Linked DNA regions of Zea mays: region 1 is linked to region 2. A link is a contact called in public Hi-C data. All regions are on one chromosome and are shown on one strand. The core of a region is the stretch at or near the end of the contact, and the rest is flanking DNA. Distances in the headings are between cores, read along the strand shown. Region 1 holds the start of LOC100284254 (tesmin/TSO1-like CXC domain containing protein). Region 2 holds the start of LOC100194143.

Region 1 (4,515 bases), core at 1,975-4,474, 280 kb before region 2:
ATGGGACAAACCCGGATGCTGCTCTTCCGCCATGGGGGGAAGACGTCGCCGAGTCCGCCGCCGCCGGGCGGGCTGACGACCGTCGTTATCGGTGTCGCGCTACGGGGAAAGGAGTACCATTCGTAGCTGCCGTCGAGGGACATGAACTCGAGACTCCCAAAACGGAGCAGCGTCCTGGGCTGAAGAGGTTGCTGGAGACTACCCATCTGGAACTCGACGGGAAGTTGTTTATCAACACGCAACAGGCCCCTACCTGGCGCGCCAACTGTCGGCGTTTCGACTCCGGGGGGTCCCTGGACCGACAGTAAAATTGTCGCTGCGTGCCCCAGCCCAGATGGGTTGGCGCGAGACGGAACACGAAAGGGGGGAAAACCGCGGCTCGTGTTATCCTGCGCCAGAGTGGGTGCGCTTGCAGTAGGGGGTTACAAGCGTTTGCGAGGGAGAGAGGGAGTCCCGCGCAACCACCCTCGTATGAGGGCCCTGGCCCTTCCTTTTATAGATGCAAGGAGAGGGTCCAGGTGTACAATGGGGGTGTAGCAATATGCTAACGTGTCTGGCAGAGAGGAGCCAGAGCCCTATGTACATGCCAACGTGGCTGTCGGAGAGGTGCTAGAGCCCTGTGTACGCGGTGTCGTGGCCGTCGGAGGAGCGTTTGAGCCCTGTAGAAGCACAACTGTCGGGGCTGTCGGGACCTTGCTGACGTCTCCTTGCTTCCGTAAGGGGCTGAGAGCCACCGTCGTCATGGACGCACGCGGGGAGCCATCATTACTTGTTACCGGGGTGAGCCTGGATGGGACACTGGTCTTGTTCCCCCATAGCCTGAGCTAGCTAGGGGTAGGGTAATGATGTACCCCCTGCGGCGTGGTCGGTTCGAGCCCAAGGTCGGGCGAGGCGGAGACTCCTCCTGAGGCCGAGGCCGGGGTCGGGCGAGGACGCGATTTCGCCCGAGGTCGAGGTTGAGGCCGGGCCCTAGGGTCGGGTGAGGCAGAGACCACCTTTCGAGGTAGAGGTTGAGGCCGAGCCCTAGGGTCGGGCGAGGCGGAGACCACCTTCCGAGGCCGAGGCGGGGGCCGAGCCCTAGGGTCGGCGCGAGGCGGAGACTTCTCCTGAGGCCGAGGTCCAAGGTCGGGCGAGGCAGAGACTTCTCTTGAGGCCGAGGCCCTAGGTCGGGCGAGGCGGAGCTTCCTGTGGTGCCTGAGGCTGGACTCAGCTGCTGTCAGCCTCACCCTGGCGGGTGGCACAGCAGTCGGAGAGGGGCGAGTGGCGCTGTTTTCCGGTCAGGTCAGTCAGTGGGAGGGCGAAGTGACTGCGGTCACCTCGGCCTTGCCGACTGAGGCACACGTGTCAGGATAAGGCGCCAGGCGATCCTTGCATTGAATGCGCCTGCGATACGGTCTGTTGGTGATGTGATTTGGTCAAGGTTGCTTCACAATGAAGCCTGTCCGAGCTGGGCTTCGGGCGAGTCGAGGGTGCGCCCGTTGCTGAGGAGGCCCTCGGGCGAGGCGTGAATTCGCCTGGGACTACTATTCTCGCCCGAGGCCGGGCTCGGACGAGGCAAGATTGCGTCCCTTGAGTAGACGAGGCCTTGACCTGAATTGCACCCATCAGTCTCTGCAGTTTGCGCTGATGGTGATTATCAGCCGAGTTTAGGAGTGTTGGGGGTACCTCTAATTATGGTACCCGACAGATAAATTGTGTCTATGTGTTAAATTGGTCTATGCGAATATAACTGTGGGTTAAACTGATGAACATGTGTTTGAATTTACGAGTTGTGTTAATTTGGTGTTACATTTATGTGATCCGTGAAACTGAGTATAATTACTATTTCCTTTTGTCAAATTAGTTTGAAATTACCTAGAAATTGATTATTATGTACATATTATTTTTCCATTCTGGTTCGCAAGCTAAATGAGTCAATTCGAGCTCATAAACGAGTTGAGTTGACTCTGTCTCGTTAACTTAACGAGCGAGTTCGAACTCGGATGAGTCGAGTCGAGCTGGCTAAATAGCCCTCATATGTGGCTATGACTGACAATGAACTCTAAATTTTACACTATAAATTTTAAGGATCAGATCATATTCTATTTCTATTTATTTTTGAACTATAATTTATTATGACCCTATTATTTTTTAAAGAAATATTTAAATCGTGATCCATTACCACACCTATGCGGCTAGATATTGAGCTGTTCGATATCCAGCCCTCACGCATATGGTACCATGCAGTGCCGTTCCTGACTTTTCAGGGCCCAATGCGAAATTTGATATATAGGACTCATCCACACACAAATATATATAATTATTGAATATTTGACGTATAAAAATTATTATGCACTGTTTGAATGTTTATAAGATAATAAATGTAAAATATAGCAAAAACACGTACTTGTTATCTGATATCATTAAAAATATCTTCTAACATTTTGTGATACAAAGTCATCACTTATATCATTGAGATCAATCTCATCCAACAACTTTTTTTTGATATATAGAAGCGTCATGCCATTTAACATCTCTTGAGTTATTGTTGACCATAAATAGTTCACAAAAATATTTCGATTTTAAAAAGCTTCTCTGCCGATGCAACCATCATGTGTATAGTAAATAATACTCTCTCTATATCACAATAGAATTTGTTTTGCTTCTTTAGTGGATTTATAATCATCTAGTTGAATATAAACAAAAAAATCAAGAGCTAAAACAAATACTATTTTAAAACAGATGAAGTATTCGTTAAGTAATTGAGATATGAGTTTAACAATTTAAACAAGACTGATCGATAGTGTATCACTCTTTGTATATTTGTGTCTAGAATAGATAGGTTTAATAGAAAAAAGTGCTAGCGTCCGGTAGCTAAAAGACCCTCTATTTTTTAAAATCCGGTGCGGCCGATCAGCCCCACCGCTTTACGGCCCTGTACCATGAAGCAGGAGAAAGAGAGAGCGTGACACGGCAAGTGCACCAGGCAACATAGGTGCTACTGATCTATCCGGAGCACAGGATTTCTGGATTTGGAATTCCATTTGCTATTTACCACTCCACGACTAATCACGCCCTGCCAAAGGAAAAAAAGAAAGAAAGAAAAAGGCCGCGGCTTTTGCTTATGCTAATCACGTTCTGCGCCAGCAGAAAGCCCAGGTCGAAACGGAACCAAACCCGGATCCAAGGAGGCAACGCCCGATCAAAGCCGTCCCCTCGCAGCGGGCGCGAATCTCAAAGCCCCGCCCCCGCTTTCACCAGTTGGCTTTCCTTCTCTCGTGCCATCCCTCTCTAGTCTCTACCCTTTCCGCCTCGGCACCTCCCCACCCCTCTCGCCTTCGCTTCGTCGCCACGGCGAGCCCCACGCCGCCGATCGGGGCGCCGCCAGCGGCGGCGGCGCCCGATCCGATGGAAGCGGAGGTGGGGCCGCCGAATCCGCCGCGGCCGGAGCCAGCCGGATCGGAGCCCGACGACGCGCGCCTCTCCCCGCCTCCTCCTGCTCCTGCTCCGCCGCCTCCGCCCCCGCCTCCTCCCGCCGCCGAGGCTGCCGCCGCGCCCACCGCCTCCGCGGCCTTCTCGCTGCAGGCTCCAGCTCCGGCGCCGGCGGAGGCGAACGGCAGCTCCGACAGGAAGAGGAGGTCCGTGCGCCCCCTCCCTCTTTCCCCTTTTCTGCAAAGTTTCCGCCCCGCGCCCGGTTTCCTCTTTTGTTTCGTTGCGTGCGGTATCGCTCGCTCCCGCACACATTTTTCCTCTCTCTCTCTCTCTCTCTCTCTCTCTCTCTCTCTCTCTCTCTCTCACTCACTCACTCACTCACTCCGCCCCCTCTGTTTTCTCTTTTCTGGGTGTGTGAATCAGGAGGAAGGCGGAGGACGGGGACGGGTGCAAGACCTGCAGCTGCAAGAAGTCCAGGTGCCTCAAGCTGTAAGTTGCCCTATTACTCCCCGTGCTTGCAGTTGCAGCCTTCTCTATTGTCTCGTTCGCCCACGAGGGAGGGAGGGATGGACTAGGATGCTTCACCATTTTGGTTCGGTGCTGATTTGGATCCCTGTCACTGACGAATTCAGTGTTTTTTAGGCATGTTTAGATCTGACAGTCTCACGTTTCAAATGTGGCAAAATGCTGCAGTTTTATTGAGCTCCCAGTAGTTCGGAATTCGATATCCATTAACGAGAAGGAAATTGCCAAGATCAAGCTACCGATATGTTCTAGAACCATGGACGAACCAGTGATTAATCTACTGAGTTGAAAACTCTGCGCTAAGCAAACTGGGCTGGTTCATGCACACACCTGTGGCCCTGTGGACGCTTAGTGTGTGCCATTGCCTGCTCAATGGCATGCAACCTCCACACTTGAGCATGCGTTTGTCTTTGTGTTTTTTTTTCTTGCTAATTTAAGTTCCCTTTTGTGTATAACCTTTGTCTGTGTTATTCTGTAACAGTTACTGTGTGTGCTTTGCTTCTGGGTTACATTGTACTGAATCATGTGGATGTGAACCTTGTCATAACAAGCCACAATTGCAAGGTACTCTGCGGATGG
Region 2 (4,553 bases), core at 1,219-3,718:
GGTGCGCTTGCAGTAGGGGGTTACAAGCGTCCACGCGGGAGGGAGCGAGCGGCCTCACGCGAGCGCCGTCCCGTCCTTCCCCGCGCGGCCAACCCTCTGTAAGAGGGCCCTGGTCCTTCCTTTTATAGGCGCAAGGAGAGGATCCAGGTGTACAATGGGGGGTGTAGCAGTGTGCTAACATGTCTAGCGGAGGAGAGCTAGCGCCCTATGTACATGTCATGTGGCAGCCGGAGAGGTTTTGGCACCCGGTTCGTGAGGTGTCGTGGCCGTCGGAGGAGCGCTGGAGCCTGGCGGAAGGACAGCTGTCGGGGCTGTCGAGTCCTTGCTGACGTCCTCTTGCTTTCGTTAGGGGGCTGAGAGCCGCCGTCGTCATCGGGCGTGCGGGGCGCCATCATTACTTGTCTGGCGGAGCGAGCCAGACGGGACGCCGGTCTTGTTCCCCGTAGCCTGAGTCAGCTTGGGGTAGGGTAATGATGGCGCCTCCTGTTGACGTGGTCGGTCCGTGCCCTGGGTTGGGCGATGTGGAGGCTCCTCCGAGGTCGAGGTCGAGTCTGTCTTCTGAGGCCGAGGTCGAGTCCGAGCCCCTGGGTCGGGCGAGGCGGAGATCGTCGGCTGAGGCCAGGGCTGAGTCCGAGCCTTGGGGTCGGGCGAAGCGGAGTTCGTCGTCTTCCGGGGCTGGGTCCGAGTCCGAGCCCTGGGGTCGGGCGAAGCGGAGTTCGTCGTCTTCCGGGGCTGGGTCCGAGTCCGAGCCCTGGGGTCGGACGAAGCGGAGTTCGTCGTCTTCCGGGGCTGAGCCCGAGTTCGAGCCCTGGGGTCGGGCGAAGCGGAGTTCGTCGTCTTCCGGGGCTGAGCCCGAGTCCGAGCCCTGGGGTCGGGCGAAGCGGAGTTCGTCGTCTTCCGGGGCTGAGCCCGAGTCCGAGCCCTGGGGTCGGGCGAAGCGGAGTTCGTCGTCTTCTGGGGCTGAGCCCGAGTCCAAGCCCTGGGGTCGGGCGAAGCGGAGTTCGTCGTCTTCCGGGGCTGAGCCCGAGTCCAAGCCCTGGGGTCGGGCGAAGCGGAGTTCGTCGTCTTCCGGGGCTGAGCCCGAGTCCGAGCCCTGGGGTCGGGCGAAGCGGAGTTTCCTATGGCGCCTGAGCCCGGGCCTGGCTGCTGTCAGCCTCACTCTGTCGAGTGGCTCAGCAGTCGGTGCGGCGCAGGCGACGCTGTCCTCTTGTCAGACCGGTCAGTGGAGCGGCGAAGTGACTGCGGTCACTTCGGCTCTGTCGACTGGAGGGCGCACGTCAGGATAAAGGTGTCAGGCCACCTTTGCATTAAATGCCCCTGCAATTTGGTCGGTTGGCGTGGCGATTTGGCCAAGGTTGCTTCTTGGTGAAGACTGAGCCTTGGGCGAGCCGAAGGTGTGTCCGTTGCTGGAGGGGGGCATCGGGCGAGACGTAGATCCTCCGGGGTCGGCTGCCCTTGCCCGAGGCTGGGCTCGGGCGAGGCGTGATCGCGTCCCTCGAATGGACCGATCCTTGACTTAGTCGCACCCATCAGGCCTTTGCAGCTTTGTGCTGATGGGGGTTACCAGCTGAGATTTAAGAGCCTTGAGGGTACCCCTAATTATGGTCCCCGACAACCTGCTTCCTCAAAACAAACAAAAAATGGATTCACCTCATTTCTCTAACCAAACATAAAGAAAGAACCATCCAATCCTGTGAGGAATGAATCCATTCTGGATCGGCTGATTCCGGATGGAGCCAATCCCCTAACCAAACACACCATAAATTTTGCTAGGATTTATACCTAGGCTGTTGGAGTTACTTTAATTTGTTGTATTCCTTATTCTACTCAGATGTAGTGGTTATGATATGTTGGGTAATCACCGGCAAGCCTACTTACTTGTGTCTATCTTTTGATGAAAGTTGTTATGATTATCTTTAACTTTTGTAGTGTTGCTGCATGTTGTATTGACCTTTATCATCTTAGAGCTTGTTTGTTTCGCTATCAATCTATGTGGATTGAGTGAGATTAGGTGAGTTTAAATCCTAAATAAACCAAAATCTTTCATAATTTTTTTCAATCTCATCTAATTCATATGAGATTGAAATAACCGAACAAGACCTTAAGAGGAATATAACAGTGTTGTTAAGATAATGCAATTTTATATATACCTAATTTAGGACGAGAAGTCATATCATGATATATTGTTTGATTTACGATACAACACATATTACGATTTCATGTGTTTTCCGTGGTAACGCACGAGTATAGACCTAGTAACGACCTAAATTATTAAAGATAGCTTTATGCAACAGAGGATCCTGTGTGCTGTATGCATACTCCGTACGGTAGATTTTATCATTATACGGTGCCGCGCACGTGGTTTTTCTCGATCTTGCATCCAGATTCCAGAGAACAGGAGAAAGAAAAGTTGCGAAAAAAGAACAACAAAAAAGGAAACGAAAACGAGCGGGGGAGCTCGCGGACCCCAAAACCCTAACCCCGCGGACCCACCTGGCGGCGGCGGCGGCGGCGATGGCGGACGGCGGAGGAGAAGGAGGACCTCCTGCGGCGTCGGCGGCGCTCAAGGACCAGGGGAATGAGCAGTTCAAGGCGGGGAGCTACCTCAAGGCTGCCGCGCTCTACACGCAGGCCATCAAGCTCGACCCCGACAACGCCACCCTCTACAGGTTCCTTCCGGCGCCCCCACTCCTGTTCTTTCTCCGCCGTGCCGGTGGTAAAAACCCTAGTTGCGCGTGCGCCCATCCTGCGTTTGGGGAAGCTATGGATAGCTGCGGCCTGGGTGTGTCAAATACGCGTGGGGTGGGAGACGAAGAACCGTGCGCCCCCACCGCGTGCGTGATCACTGATCAGTGTTTGACTCCTGCGGTTTGAGTGTACAACGGTAGTGGGGATTGCAGATTGTGTGTGTGTTTGGTGGTGGGGGGTGCTGAGAGGCTCTGTAAGTGAGATGGAGTGTTTGTGGTTGATTTGCGGCACCACAGCGGTTGTTGCGAATATGGTGTGATGATTTGGTGGCTTCTTTCAGTCTGTTCAAAATGCAAATTAAACCCTTGAAAGTGTCCGTTTATGGTTTGGGTGCTGTTGGAAATTAGGTTTATGGTTCCTAGTGCTCCAAGATTCTGAATCTAGGCATATTCCTGTGACATAACATCCTGAACCTGATGATCTGACGTTACCTGTTGATGATGTCCAATGGGTGTCTACAATACTTCAACTCAAAGATCTGGCCATGTAACGACATGGCCGAATGGACGAGTATCTGGGATGCCCTTTTGTCGTTCCTACATGGATAAAACTCACTGATCTCACATTATTCCTGTGTAGCTGACGACAGAGGCGTTACTTTTAGATGTAAAACAATTATTATTCCCTAACAGGAGAGGAAAGGGAAAACACCTTCCTTTCCAAAATAGCTTAGTTTGTTCTTTATGTAGATGTGACATTTATGTATGTGCCTCAAGAATAAATTAAAAGACGTGACAAAACTGTGGACTCGTTTCTTGTTTGTGATACTATAGTTGTACTGCTAGCTGGCTTGAAAGTTCTAAATAAGTATTGAAAGAGTTCTTCCTTTGTATGTCCATTTCATTTATGATATGGTCTGTGGCTCTGTGCAGTGTGCACATAACTTGCTATTCTAAATCAGAACCTTTTACAACATCCTTTGTGAAATGAAGATTTATACGAATGATTAAAGAACCCACATACAAATGAGCACCAGAATTTATGAAGTTCCTAATAATAGTATGAGTAGTGAAACTGTAGAAAGTGTCAATGATCTGTTTATGAATTAGCATTATGGGAGCTTCCAGCCGTGTGTTTTACTTTTATCCTGGAGATGGTAAAAAAAGTTACAAACTTGAATGGATTTCTTTGTACCTTACTAGAACAGCCAGCGACTATCTATATCTACTTGTTGACAACAACAACAGCAAACAACAAAGCCTTTTACTCCTGTTTGAGGCTAAATCTTTGGATATATTCCATCCTTTTAAGTCTCTTTTTTCTGTCTCTTCTCATGTCAACTTTGGTCTTTTCCTGCCTCTCTTCCCATTGCTATTACGCCTTAGGATCCCACTACGCACTGGTGCCTCTAGAGATCTGTATTGGACATGTTTAAACCATCTCAACCGGTGTTGAATAAGCTTTTGTTCATTTGGTGCTACCCCTTGCCTATCACGAATATCAATGTTCAGGACTCATCGACTCGATCTCTTCTTGTGGCCACAAATCCGGCGTAACATACACATTTCCACAACACTTATTTGCTGAACATGTCGTCTTTCTTGGGCCAACATTCTACTTCATGCAACATAACATGTCTAATCGTCATCCTATAAAACTTGCTTTTTAGTTTCTGTGGCACCCTCTTGTCACCAGTGGCGGAGGGCCTAATATGGCTGGGTATGTCTCACGCCATACCTTGGCCTAGCTTATAGGCAGACCAGAAGGTCTCTTCTCCGTGACTGTCTAGGACTCTAGGTGCCAGTTATTCTCTTTCGATTCCGACTCTTTGCTGCAGTCACTCGCTTCTCCAGCTCCTGCAGCGT

What was found. Hi-C and Micro-C count contacts between places; a contact is called where the count stands out from the background.
Region 1: a Hi-C map of tassel shows a contact between it and region 2, with 3 times the contacts expected there. The contact joins the promoter of LOC100284254 here to the promoter of LOC100194143 in region 2. A contact is called at or near these places in 2 of 25 Hi-C or Micro-C datasets (ear and tassel).

What each region holds. Positions count from the first base shown.
Region 1 is chr1:175,290,775-175,295,289 of Zm-B73-REFERENCE-NAM-5.0, reverse strand. It overlaps LOC100284254 (tesmin/TSO1-like CXC domain containing protein), which reads left to right and starts at 3,224. Exons shown (of 6, transcript NM_001157149.2): 1 at 3,224-3,617; 2 at 3,835-3,900; 3 at 4,418-4,515. The coding sequence starts at 3,388.
Region 2 is chr1:175,008,933-175,013,485 of Zm-B73-REFERENCE-NAM-5.0, reverse strand. It overlaps LOC100194143, which reads left to right and starts at 2,468. Exons shown (of 8, transcript NM_001139194.1): 1 at 2,468-2,669. The coding sequence starts at 2,515.